Linked DNA regions of Drosophila melanogaster: regions 2 and 3 are each linked to region 1. A link is a contact called in public Hi-C and targeted proximity ligation data. All regions are on one chromosome and are shown on one strand. The core of a region is the stretch at or near the end of the contact, and the rest is flanking DNA. Distances in the headings are between cores, read along the strand shown. Region 1 overlaps CG32206. Region 2 holds the start of CG14082. Region 3 holds the start of brv1 (brivido-1).

Evidence for each region. Hi-C and Micro-C count contacts between places; a contact is called where the count stands out from the background.
Region 2: a Hi-C map of the Kc167 cell line shows a contact between it and region 1, with 2.6 times the contacts expected there. A contact is called at or near these places in 3 of 107 Hi-C or Micro-C datasets (the Kc167 cell line, the S2 cell line and embryo).
Region 3: a targeted proximity ligation map of the Kc167 cell line shows a contact between it and region 1, with 4 times the contacts expected there. A contact is called at or near these places in 9 of 107 Hi-C or Micro-C datasets (the Kc167 cell line, brain, cellular blastoderm embryo and 3 more) and 1 of 7 datasets of targeted methods (the Kc167 cell line).

Annotation. Positions count from the first base shown.
Region 1 is chr3L:19,348,166-19,352,532 of dm6, reverse strand. It overlaps CG32206, which reads left to right. Exons shown (of 14, transcript NM_176360.2): 11 at 1,649-2,299; 12 at 3,730-4,367. Among named protein-coding and RNA genes, the nearest start is that of pip, 13 kb to the right of the region's middle.
Region 2 is chr3L:19,137,022-19,141,388 of dm6, reverse strand. It overlaps CG14082, which reads left to right and starts at 2,414. Exons shown (of 5, transcript NM_140836.2): 1 at 2,414-2,511. It also overlaps a transcript of fz2 not described here.
Region 3 is chr3L:19,484,118-19,488,484 of dm6, reverse strand. brv1 (brivido-1) reads left to right here and starts at 1,987. Exons shown (of 1, transcript NM_140859.2): 1 at 1,987-4,367. The coding sequence starts at 2,016. The coding sequence ends at 4,202. CG32212 reads right to left here and starts at 925. Exons shown (of 2, transcript NM_168799.3): 1 at 520-925; 2 at 137-460. The coding sequence starts at 531. The coding sequence ends at 137. It also overlaps hpRNA:CR33940.

The sequences.
Region 1 (4,367 bases), core at 1,348-3,847:
GTTTTTTGTTTATTTGTGTGCTGCTGGCAGCTTTTCATTTTTCGCAATTTAAAGTGTAGGTGAGGCAACTGCAATTGACACGGACAGTGGAGCATCCTGCGGGGGGGCGTGGCCCAAAAACGGAAAAGACAATTGTATGGGTGTTGGCAGAGAGTTCAGTCACCATTTATCTGCTCTCTTTCCGCTTCTCGAATGGTTTTGGCCAAATTAATTGGCACCACAGTTGCACAAAACGCTCGCTGAGTGTGTCTACCAAAAATAAATTAGGAGCCCCCAGTTTCATGTGATATGCGTCTAGACAGAGAACGACCTTGAGCGTATGAAAAGAGGCTGGCAATTTATCTGATAAGACGACAGGTGAGGAGTTTCCACAGCCCCTCCACCCGTGGAAAATGCCTTGATGAAATTGCGAAAGCAATCAACGTGCAGCAACGTGTAGTGTGTTTTATTGATGTGGTTTGTCTTCGGAATTTTATGAATTCGAAAGCAGTCGTAGCATTCTAGGAATTTATATGGGTAACATTTTCCAAATATTTGTCACTGAAAATAACTAATTTGTCAAATATAAGGGACTAACACCGGCTCTGTATGGGTTATTAGGCAACGCAATGTACTAATTAAAAGTAGTTAAGTGGATTCCTACTATAAAATGAATGTGATAAAATGTGAAGCGTGCTTTAAAGGTAGATTTAAAATTGTCCTTAAGACTTAGTAGCTTGTTTTATTTGTTTGCACTTCTTAGACTTTAATTACATGGATTAACTTTACAGAATTAAATGCACAAATGTTGCTTTTTCATCGTCAAGCAAATCAACTAAATGAAATGAACAGAGGCAGCGGACTTAAACGGCTGTCAGTTAGTTTCTGGGCCGACACTTCGTCTGGCTCCGGAGTCTGTAACTTTAGTTCAGTTTCTTCAGCCAAGCCACAGCTGTTTGCAACTGTCTTTTTCATTATTAACACAGTCAACAATAATCAGGGCCTAGGCGGAATGGAGCGGAATGTGGGGCGGGGCGAAGAAAACATAAACATTGTCAGCCAGGAGGCGTCTAGGAAAAATATTTAATGCCTGCAAACAACAACAAGGAGACTGTGAGGAATGCAAAGACTGCGACTACAACTACAAAGCCGACGAGTGTGGAGCCTTTCTACTGGGGACAGTGACAAACGACAAATAACTCACACTTACAACTGTTTGAATATGACATGTGACAAACGGAGGGCGAGCGGCAAACTAACAAGGAAAAACAACAGAGAGCCAAAGGGAAAGCGTGGAAAACGCGTGGAGTGAATGGCACGAATCACACCCAAGTACTCGAGAAAAACATTCGTAACATTCAAGTGAGGAAATCGAATTTTATAGTATTCAAAATTTCAAATCATAGGAAACCATTTCAAAGGATACAAATGCTATTTAAGTATATTCATAATATGTGTAATCATCTTTAATTAATTAATTAATTAATTATAAATATAAAATTGCAATTATTAATTCCCAAGAATAAGCATTAGAAGTTGGTATAGTTTTCTTAAAACATGAAATTCTGCCTGCTAATTTCTCTCAGTGCAGGTTAAAATAATGCCAACAAACGAATTAAACAATAACATGTGTTCGCTTTCTTTTCGCTCTCCAATTGTCTTCCTGCAGAGCGATCTGCCACCTTGGATAACGCGCCTGAGGATGTGGGACAGCTATGGCACATATGTGCCCATGAAATCGACAAGTTCAACCACCGGCCAACCGCCACCGCCACCCCCCGTTGCCTCATCGGCGGACGGGGGCAAGCCAACCCTCCTAAACCAGAGCAACTACGGCAGCTACTACTACAGCGCCAGCAATCCGAAGCTGAATCGGAATCTGCGAGTGAACATCGACAATGCCTGGAATCCGGTGGACACCTACATCTACGGCCCCACGCAGTCGAGTGTGTTCAACCAGGAGAACAAGTACAGCGGCTATCAGGGTGGAGGTCCTGGCGGAGGATCGACTGGATCCGCTGGCTCCGGCAAGACAATCTCCGGGGTCAAGGACAGCCTCAACTACATTTCCAGCGGCAAGTCCTCCAAGGAAGTCTCGGCAGCTGCCGTCGTCAGCTCGGATCGCAATAGTGCAGTGGCCCTGATGAGCACCAAGGGCAAGCGTCGCCTCATGCTGGAGATCTACGACTACGAGACTCCGAAGCTGTGCGATCACACTGCCATCGGAAGTGGAGTGAGCGGAAGTAGTGCCGTGATGGGGGGCAATAAGCAGAGACCCTGCAGTCCGCTGGAGAGCTACGTGAGCACCGGAAGGGATTTGGTAAGTAAATCAAAAGATTCAATTTGGATAGATGTCGATAAATGGAATGTAGTAAACGTTTTCTTCAGATTTGTCCGACATCAGTTCATTTGTTATCAATGCAAACAGACATCTTGATCATTTATTCAGCTAAATAAGACTATGATTAGCATTAAAAAGCCCTTATATACCATCATTTATTATGTTTTGAAATATGTTTAAAGATACAGCAAAAATGGTTTTTATTTCTGCTCGAAGTCATCTAACTTAACTCAATTCCGGTTGTAATTGGATAGTTGCAGCAGCCTAAAAGTAGGCAACATTTTATCTTCGCCGCCGGAAGAGCAATAAAAACCGTAGCCTACCTTCCGGCTGCGTTTGGCATCACAACCAAGTCGGGAAAATTAGAAGTTAACCGAAGGACTTTTCTAATTTGTCAGCTGGCACTGTTTGTTTTCATTGTTTTGGCCAGGGCTTAAAAAAATAAAATAAAATAAAAATTAGTCAGTGGGGGAACACGACTTTGTGACTGCACCTTGGCTGCCGGGCGAGCACCGAGTGCAGAGTGCCCAATTTGGCACGCCCAAGGGCCCTCACAAATAAATAAAACGCAGCTGGAGAAACTGAAGAGCTGCAAACTGGCAGCCGGAAGCTGGGAATTTTTTGGCAGAGTGCAGAGCGATTCGTGTTTGCTTTAAACTTGACAAAATTAATCAAATTAAACACTCGACTGCATCGCCAGACGTGCACAAATAACGAAGGAGCAGAGCGAATTTCCCAGGGGCAGGCGCCAAATTCAAATTCGCCAAAGCCAGCCCCCGGCCCCCTCTCACACACACACACACGCACACAATACAAAGGCAAATGGGGGAGCGGCAAGTGGGCGTTGGCGTGGCCGTGGGCAGGAATGGGGGCGGCATTGACGGCATGCACGGACAAACAGACAACCGCAATAAGCTTGCTTAGCCTTTTTGACGTCGCTCCTCGTTGACAAATATGAACTGCAAATATTGTGATGCCAAATTGAAGCCGCCGCGCATTGTGCAATTCCGCGCTCTCCGTGCAGTCATAAAGAACTTTACGAAATATCCATAAGCTCCCCTAAATTAAATACACATGTGCACAAGCTGGCACTGTCAATATTAAAGAGTTTCCAAAAATAAATTAAACGTGGCACAGTTTATTCCTCTAGCGGAATATTTATTGAAGTTGAATATTATGTCAGATGTAGGACAAATCATTTTCACAGAATTTTTTATCAGCCCACATATCATTTTTCAATAAAACTATTTACAAAGCTTGCAAATACTTTATAAACTGAGCAGAGCTTTGAAAATATTAAAAGTAGCTAACATTGCAGTTCGCTTTAATATACCATTTTATTGTAATCTTATTGAAGGCTACAGTTTTTCACAGTATTTCAACTCTCTTATTACCATTTCCCCTGACAGAAACTGGAGTTCCACACGCATACCGGCACCGCCCTGTTTCCCGCTCAGTTTGCTCTGAACTACGAGTTTGTGGACACGGAGCAGGGCGGCGAGACGTGGGCGGGAAGACGGGGAGAAGATCCGGTTCCGCCACTCTGCTCAAGAATTTTCAAGAAGCGTAAGGGCAACATTCAGGTTCCCAGGAATGTGTTTCTGTACGGACGAGGCGGAGCCAAGAACATAACCTGCTTGTATCGCTTTGAAGCGGGTCCTTCGGAGAGGGTGAAACTGGTCCTGCATAACGTGTCCTTCGGAGAAGGTACAGCCTGTACCACTGACTCGGATCTGCATACAGGCAGACCCCGCTGCAATCAACTGGATCCGGAGGGCCGCATCACGGAGCTGCGACTGTTCGATGTTCCATTTAGGGACGTGAAAATCCAACTGGGCTGCTTCTGCGATAACTCCAGTGCCTTGTACAGCAATGCACCGCTCACTTTCGTTTCGCATTCGAGGATTATGGAGCTGTCCTTCACGGTCACGAGATTAAATATATCGGAGGACTTTGCGGATGTCTTCTTCTCGGCTTCCTACGAATTCAAGAGACAACCGGACTGCAGGAAGCAGTTGAAACTCAAAGGAGCCGGAGGGGAGGACGA
Region 2 (4,367 bases), core at 1,165-3,664, 210 kb after region 1:
AGCTGGCGGTGATTGATGGATCAGTTGAAGTTGCACGGAAACCAGAAACTTGACATCAAGTGTAGTTGTGAATTGTATTTTGTGAAATGTAATTTAATAATAAAATAAATGAAAACCAAAAGCAAATTATATATACACTACATATTTATATGGAGCGAAGCGGCGCAGGAAAACCGGCAAGAGAATACTTTAACAAAACTTCATGCAGACATTATTTTATTTACAAACAAAATGCATTTTAAAAATATTAATCAAATCAAAAAAACGAAATAATGTTGTTGAAAGTGACACGATTTTTATGCACACATAAAAATATACAGCAGCAACACAAGTCAAAAATCAAACGCGTTAACAACAACAAAATATACGAAAAAGCAGCAGCAACAACAATAATATTAAATACATTTGTAATTGAAAAAGAAAATCCATATAAAATAAAATTTAACGTAAGATGTCCACTTTGTTTTTATGGGAATGGGCGCAGGAAGCAATTGATTGTTGTAATAGTCAATGAAGGACAGGAAATGGTAGAATGCTAAGCATTGTTTGCTCTAAAGTTTTTGGAGTACCTTTTATTGAATGCAATAACTTTGGATCGATTTGGAGTACACATCCTTTCTGTACATAAAACAGGAGGTACTTACAGAATAGAGCACGCTTAATATATGCAATGCTACAAATGGTCAGTATAGTTGAAACATTTTTCAAAAGTATTCAGTTCTGGAATACCATGTCCATGTACCACTCGAAGAGTAAGCAGTACTATTAAACAGAACTGCTTTTTTTTACGAAGACGAGGATTAAGCCGTCAGATGAGTCAAGCAGTTGACAGTACGAAACCCAATATCAGAACCCGAAGAAGTAAGAACTAAGTTCCGTGACAGGAACCACAATCCATAAAAACAAAAAACCTAATCGGCGACACAAACCTATTGCATGGCAAAACCTTTTTTGGATATTCTGCAAGGTGGCAACTCAGTTTGGCTGAGTACCGATAATCATATAAAATTTCCCTAAAAATAAACAAAAATATTGAGTATTATCAAAGAATCAATAAGGAATAATTAGTCCCAACCTACGTATGCAAAATCTCCGTCACCGATACAAAAAAATGCATGGTTTAAATTGGCTTTAATTAGCTTAATTTAGCACTACAAGCAAAGTTCTCAACCACTTACTTTAAGTGAAGACCATTTTTGAAATACTGGTATTTCCGAGCTTTCAAAAGAAAACTTCAACCAATAGCTATGCTACTAGTGGTTACAATTTAAAGTGAAAATGATTTAGAAGGTCCTCTTCATTCCTGAAAACGTGTTTGTAAAATGTGTCACTTATATTAGCGCAATAAGTTGGTTTTATTTTGGTGAGCTCAGTTAAGCGTTGTTAGTAGTTGGAAAAGTGAGTATGCAACATAAATATTGTTTCTACTGCCTAGCCCTAGAAATTAAAATTATATCAAAATTTAAGCGACGATCATCATCACATTGGCCCTAGGAAAGTAGCACGAAATGTCCGAAATGCAATTATTTCAATTATTTTTCAATTATAAACCCCATCGCTGTCCATCGGACACTCCATTTGTCCTTGCCAAAGTATTAGGCACGAAATTTGAAATTTTCGGCTGCCTTGCCAAGCAAAACTTACGCGAATTATACTTATATCTACTTACCGACTTATTTTTAGTGCCAGCCGAGCGGAGTGCAGCCAAATAGCTTCGATGACCTTACGTGCATGAATATTTCAGCCGACTGCCGCTTGCTAGCTGCCGTTTTCAAGAGCAAGGCAAGGTCCTCGCAGCTCGGCAAGCGAGGGCGAGTAAGGACGAATGCGGTGCCGCCCACTGGGTGCCAGTAAGCTGGTCAACAGGTTGAAAGTGAGCGCAGCTGAAACTTTTCGAGAGTTGCCAAAAAAGCGAAATTAGAGCCCGTCCGTTGGCGTGGCCATGAAAATTCAATTAGTTGACAGGCGCTAATTAGTAGCAAATTGAAAGCTTTCCACTTGTTGAGAAAGGTTTTTCGAAAATGCCACACGGCCATTGTCCAGGCATAAAACACACATGGCTCACGTGCTAAAAGCTTCGCACGTGTCCTGCCGCACATGGAAAGCGGTGGAAAGTGGTGGCAAACCACCGGGAGGTGGGGGCAAAACACTGGGAAAGCTTTCACTGCCAATAGCAACAGCGTGCCCCAAACACGAGCTCCACGAGCTTTGGCCGACTCCAGAAACCAAAAAATCCTTTTGGCCAACAGTTTGTTGCTCAAGCTGTGCCCGAACGGACGTCTACGCCAGAATCGTTCGCTCCCGACACTTGGGACTTCGATTTAGTTTCGGTTTAGCTTCGATTCGGTTTCGGCCAGGAGTTGGTCTACAGCAAAAAAAAAAAAGGAAAATAAAAGAAAGAAAAAACCAAGAAAGAAAAGAACAGAAACCAGTTTGGTGGGGAGTTGCTTCCCAAATTCAAGGAGTGGAAATTCTTTGCCACTGTGATTGGCAGCCAATGTGTGTGCGTGTGTGAGTGTCTACATATTTGAATAACACAACGATCAAAATTCAGGAAAACCAACAAACCACTATTAAAACGTGCGAACAGGGAGTGAACTTCTTTTCGGGGAAAAGGGACTAACTAAGCAGGCCGAATCAGTTGCCAACTAACCTTGTTACCACCAGTTCGTTAGTTGGCTGTGGAACATGCAAAGCCAACATTAGATTGTGTCAGCCCACTGACTTTAAATGGCAGGCCAAGACGGCTACATGACCAGCAGAACACTGAATACAGCGGCTTTAAAGGTCTTAGGTCGGTGAATAACTCCGCCAGCATGCACTTCCCCAAGGAGCGTCTGTGGCATTTAATTAACACAGGACATTAACTCATCAACCGTGCAAAGTCAGCCGTTTTGTTGGGTTCAACCCATCTGGGCAACTAAAATAGTAAAATGGTTAGATTAAAGGGAATACTAAAGCACATTCGATGGGAGAAATTAGTCAGAAGCGGAAGGAAATGCAGCATGCAACTGAATTCAATTACTTTAAATTCGCTTCACTTGCCTGAATATCAATGATGAATTATGAATTATAACTAAATGTTAGACGGAAATCAAGGGTACTATTTGTTTAGGACGAAAATATTCTTATTAGATTGAACAAGTCAGCTATACACAGTTTCATCAGTTCATATAAGGGACTCATGGGTTATACATTATTTTGTTTCTGCTTATTTAATTGCAAAACAAATAAATTAAACATTTTATGATTCTAAGGAACCTGTTCACCATTTTCTAGTTTCCGTAAAACGCAAAAGCACGGATGTTTCTCAGTTTATTCAAAATTTAACAAAAATAATTTTAAAATTTGAATAATATCCTTAAAATGCTTAATGAATTGTGCAACACCCAGCATACACATAAATATCAATATTAAATATTAGTTAGTTTACATTTACTTAACGAAACTCGTGCCGTTAAAGACTTCCGCCTTCCATTGCTTTGTTAACATGCAAGCTGGGAGAAACTGCCAAATCAGCTTTGATTCGAGGTCAGAATCCAAAATGTTAAAAGGAACAATGAGGTCCGTTTGACTCTGGGCTCCTTTGACTTGGAAATTCTATGGCCAAGTTACAGAGATTTCACCCAAGGCTGAGCCGCCATCGCCATTCACACAACTATTCGCAGTTTTGTTAAGAGTTTAGCGAGACTATTTTGGGCGGAGCATTGGAGCATTCAAAGTGGAGCCAGGGGCTAAGCCGTCCAAGGCCATCTGCATTTCAAATGACCAACGCAACAATGAAGGCTGAGAATCAACAAAAGAGGAGTGCCCCTAAAACAAAAACCCAGTAAAAAAGCAGCAACATCGCCAGTGACAATAACACTGCGCTGAGAATTGTCGCATGCAGGGTGGGGCCAACACACACACACACACAGTGTGTGAAAGGGAGGGGGAGGAGGGGGAAGCTACTTAAAAACAGCGCACACATGACGTCATTAAGCATATTAAATGAGTTTACAACGTTTTTGCACACCAACAAAAAATGGCCATTAAAATCCGGAAAGCGAGATGTACAATTTAAGTTCGACTCAAACTCAAACATGTTTAAAAAAAGACTAAGATACACATATATCAAATAATACTCAAAGTTCTAATAGTTATTTATTTTCCTTTTTTTTTTGGTTCCTAAAAGTATATAAAAGCATTACCTATTTTTTGTTAATTTTCGTAATATAAATTCAAATGAATAACAAAATTACGTGCGTAAAATATTTTACCAGCGTTTGATCTGTCTCTTAATCAATTTCTAAAGCAAGTCAGTTTATGGTTTTTTCTCTGAGTGTCTTGTTGCACGGCGCTTAGAGATGAGCAGCAAAACGGTAAAA
Region 3 (4,367 bases), core at 738-3,237, 140 kb before region 1:
TTTGCAACTTCTTTTTCGATCATTCCTGCCAACTGCACTCCTGATCCTATCGATAGTTTCCTATCACGCTGCCACCACCATCATTTTTGACATACATTTGCAAATTTATTTCGTCAAGTGATCACATGTTGATAATTTAGATGATGACCTGCGCAGCAGCAGAGGCGCAGCTGATTGGAGCGGAGTTGGCCAAACGCGAAGGGTAGGCCAAAGAAGCAGCAGCGTACTTGGCCACCACTGGAGCAGCAACGGAAGCAATCTCAGAAGCAGCATCGATTCCATTGTTGTTCCTGGCGATACTGGTGGCGGTCACAGGTGGAGTGGGAGCAGTTACCACGGCAGCGAGAGCAGAGTAGTCTAGAGGAGCAGAGTAAGCCAGAGGACCAGTGTACGCCAGGGCAGCACCCAGGAGATCGGGCTTGGCAGCAGCGCAGGCGACGGTTATCAGGACAAGGACGGCCTGTTAACAAATCAGCTTGATTAGCTTAATCCTCTGTGGGTCCTTTCTGAAGAACGTACGTATTTGAACATGGTGGAATATTTCGTTGTGTTGTGCTTTTTCGGAAGGCTAGAAGCTCTTTGATATCCCACTCCTCTGCGTGGAGCATATTTATACCCGAAATTGTGGTCAGCTCTGACTCCTGTTCGCACTTATTTAGTTCATATAAATGCTGTGACAGTCTCCCGTTACGATTAACCATTTTCACTTTTCCGTAGTTTATGTGATTTCTCACTGCTAACTGCAGAAGGTGGACTAAATGCGATGACCTGAAGTCACAGGCGCAGCCTCGATGCGGCGTATAAATAGTGGTATGGAATGTGTTGGGCGTGTAATTGTTTTAAAAATGTAACAGGTATAGATGTAATAGATTTGGTTTCCGAGCTCAGAACCTCTGCTCTGTTTGAATCTGTTTATTCGAATGATCAAAGTGTGCTGAAGTTGGGTTCAGCTAACCCGCACATACATTGCTTATATCTATGTATTCTTACTTACATTTATACATATACATATGTATGCAGAAGGCATTGACCACTTGAGCTGCAAAGTGCATGCTCAGCATTCCCACGCTCCGCGATCGGCTTATGTATAAGCGTTAGATCGTATTACTGGGGCGCTGGAGTGCTTACGTAGTTTTTGGTGGTCTTTTTGTATATTTGTATATTTATATTTATTATGACAAAGTGTCACAATGTATTGACGCTATGTTATACCCAATCATCTATTGTATTCTTAGGGTAGATTAGTCCAATATGCTACAGGCGACATCAGGTTCAAGTTTTCGAACCGAAAGCACCAGATCCATAATCCAAATGTTTAAATCCGTAAGTTTTGAATCTTAGCTTTCTGCCCTATATACGAATTGTATTTTATTCACAGGACGTCCTTGTCTTGGCCTGAACTGCTTGGTGCGCCTTGGCCTACATTGCTAACGTGGCTTACTCTCCTCCTCTGGTCTGACTGTCGTAGTAGCTGGTCTCTCTCCAGTTGTGACCGCTGCCAGTTGTCAGGTTAATGAATGAAATCGCTCTTGCTCCTGTGATTGCTCCCGTGGCTGCTCCTCTGGCTGTGTCTCTCTTGGCCCTGTACGCAGCCGCTCCTCTGGCTGCGCCATGACCTACTCCTCGCCTTTGGCTTACTCCGCACCACTGAGCTACGCCGTTCCATCTGCACCGCTCCTTATTTAAATTACTAAGCTGTGATCACCTCGGAGACAACGGAAATAAATGGATATTCAATTGTATATTCCTTTTTAAATACGCTTCAAATTAATATTTATTTCAATGAAATAATTGGGAGTCCGGGGAAAGCTTTGTAAACTTAAATCTGGGACTATGCAAATTATACCTAATAGTATACATAATAATAGTATGATAATAAGTTACGTAGTATGGACAGGCACTGTAATCAAATCTAAAGCATCCCAAAGAACCCCATCCTAAACTGTCAAGGGAGTTTTCACTCATTCTATTTGTATACAAGCTTATAGAGGCTCAACTAAAGCTTGATAACAGCAATGGCGAAGAAGTTTAGTAACATAATATTCTATCTGACCCTGATAATCATAGCCATCTGTGTGGCCTGTATCTGGATGTTCTCGGGCTTCCGTCACGAATATGGCAAATTCAACATGATCCTGGTTGCCTTCTTGGCCGTTACTTTACTTCAGATCCTAATCTTTACGCCCATTAAGTTCACAATTATGTCGCTGGATGCCGCCTTCTGGCCGGCCCACCAAGCACCGGAGACTCCCGACGAGAATGCCAATGTGGACACGTTCATGGACAATCTCAGACTGCGCCTCCGGACGCTGCGGAGTGAGCTGATGATCACGGAGAGGCATCGGAACGAGAGGGTCAACCTGAAGTATCGCCTGATTACCGAGGAACTTTGGCTCACGGGCAAGCTGTTCCTGGTTTACTTCTTCATGGCCTTGGCTTTCTTCGATGAGTTGCTGTACTTTAACACAGAGGCCACGGAGTTACTGTTCCAATGTAATCATGGGGATGCGTTCGGACTATTGAGTGTGGGGGATGTGCCGGATATATATTTTTTTGTGGTGTCCTCGTTAGTGCTGGCCTTTACGGATGGCAAGAACACCAGTGGCGGAGCTCCTTGGATCCATGCGGAGGGCACTAGACTACTGGGCGTGGTGAGACTGAGGCAGCTGAGGACAGAGAGCAACCGATTGGGTCTATCGCTTCCTGTGTTCACTGAGCGGGACTTTTCGGAGAGCTGGACACTGCCCTACGAAAGGGTTCCCTATACGGACAAGTACTGGCCCATCTACACACCCTGGCTGCCCAGTGTTTCTGTTGCTCGGGACAACCTACTTATGGGCATTAACCACGTGGGGCACATGTTCAACTATCCGGAATCGAAGGGCTACAAGGTACTGCTCTCGGACACCCGCCACAAAAGCCTGAAAATTATTGATTACTTGATGAAGAAAAACTGGCTGGATGCGAATACGACCGCTTTGTTCATGGATTTCAGCTTGTACAACGCGGATGCCAACACCTTTACCGTGTGCACCTTGTGGGTGGAAAAGTTCCCTTACCAGTATCCTGATGGCCACACGAGGATCGAGAGTCACACCTTTGTGGAGCAACTGCGAGAGTTTACGAAGTTCGGAATGCTAATGGTGTTTGTCTTTGTCGTCACGTGGCTGCAGTTCACCAAGGCGTTCTTCCTGAAGGTCTGGTACGATCCTCGACAGTTGAAGACCCTGTGGGTCCAGGTGGATGCAATGATCGTGGCACTCAGCCTCGTTGTGGGGATGATCATGTCGGTGCGGGATAACTTGGTTCAAAAGATGATCAAGAGTGTTGAAATCGCCGTTGTGGTGGACTTTCTGGACTTTCGGGAGCCAGCCCAGCTCGCCTACCTTGAGGATGTGGTCACGGGATTGGCCGTGGCCTTGGTCACTATGCGTTTGTGGAAAGTGTTGCAGTTTTCCGCCACCTTCCAACTGTTCACCAAGACAATCGCTATGGCGTGGGACGCGTTGCTCTGCACCTTCGTAATAACCGTGATTTTCATCATTGCAATTGGCATTGCGACGGTAACCATCAATGGCAACTATACCAGCAACTTCAGGGACTTCCCCAAGGGCATTGTTACGGTCACCTGCTTTGCCTTTGGCTATACGAATTTGGTATACCCACCGGATATCTTTTACGGCGGAGAGTGGCTGGGCATCTTATTGTATACCATAATGGGATTCGTGGTCAAGTACATGCTGATCAACTTGATCGTTTCCATGATGAGGGATCAGATGGCCAGTGTCAAGGCGGATAGGGATAAGAAAGTGAGGCAGCGCATAACATTCTGGCAATTCCTGCGCGTTGAATATGCCCACTTTATTAACTACATCGTAAAAGTGTTCCACTGCCAAAAGGGATATCAGCGAAAGAATCGCACAGTTGCACAGAACATCCAACGAAAACTGAATAGTAATGAGCTTAAGCGACGAAAGACGAAGATTAGTTCAATTTATTCCGAGACAATATATGTCATGCCGATAGACAAGGATCTGGAGCAGATGAAATATAGGGAGCGGATCGAGCGAACCTTCACTCTGGCCGCCATCCTCCACACCCAAATGGAGCTCATGGAGAGGCTTATGTTCGGTGACGAAGAGGGGAACCTGCCAAGTTTGGACCAGGAAGACGAGCAGGTTCCAGAGACTGAGGAGGACTGAAGAACGACAGCTTAACTGCAGTTTATACAGTGCAAGGGATCATAGGGATTCTAAGAGATTCATGTGAAATAGAACTTATGGTAGTACCTTCATCAAGGTAAAATGATGATGTGTACATACGTGATGTTTGGTAACATTTTCTGCACAGTTGAAACCAAATCTCGG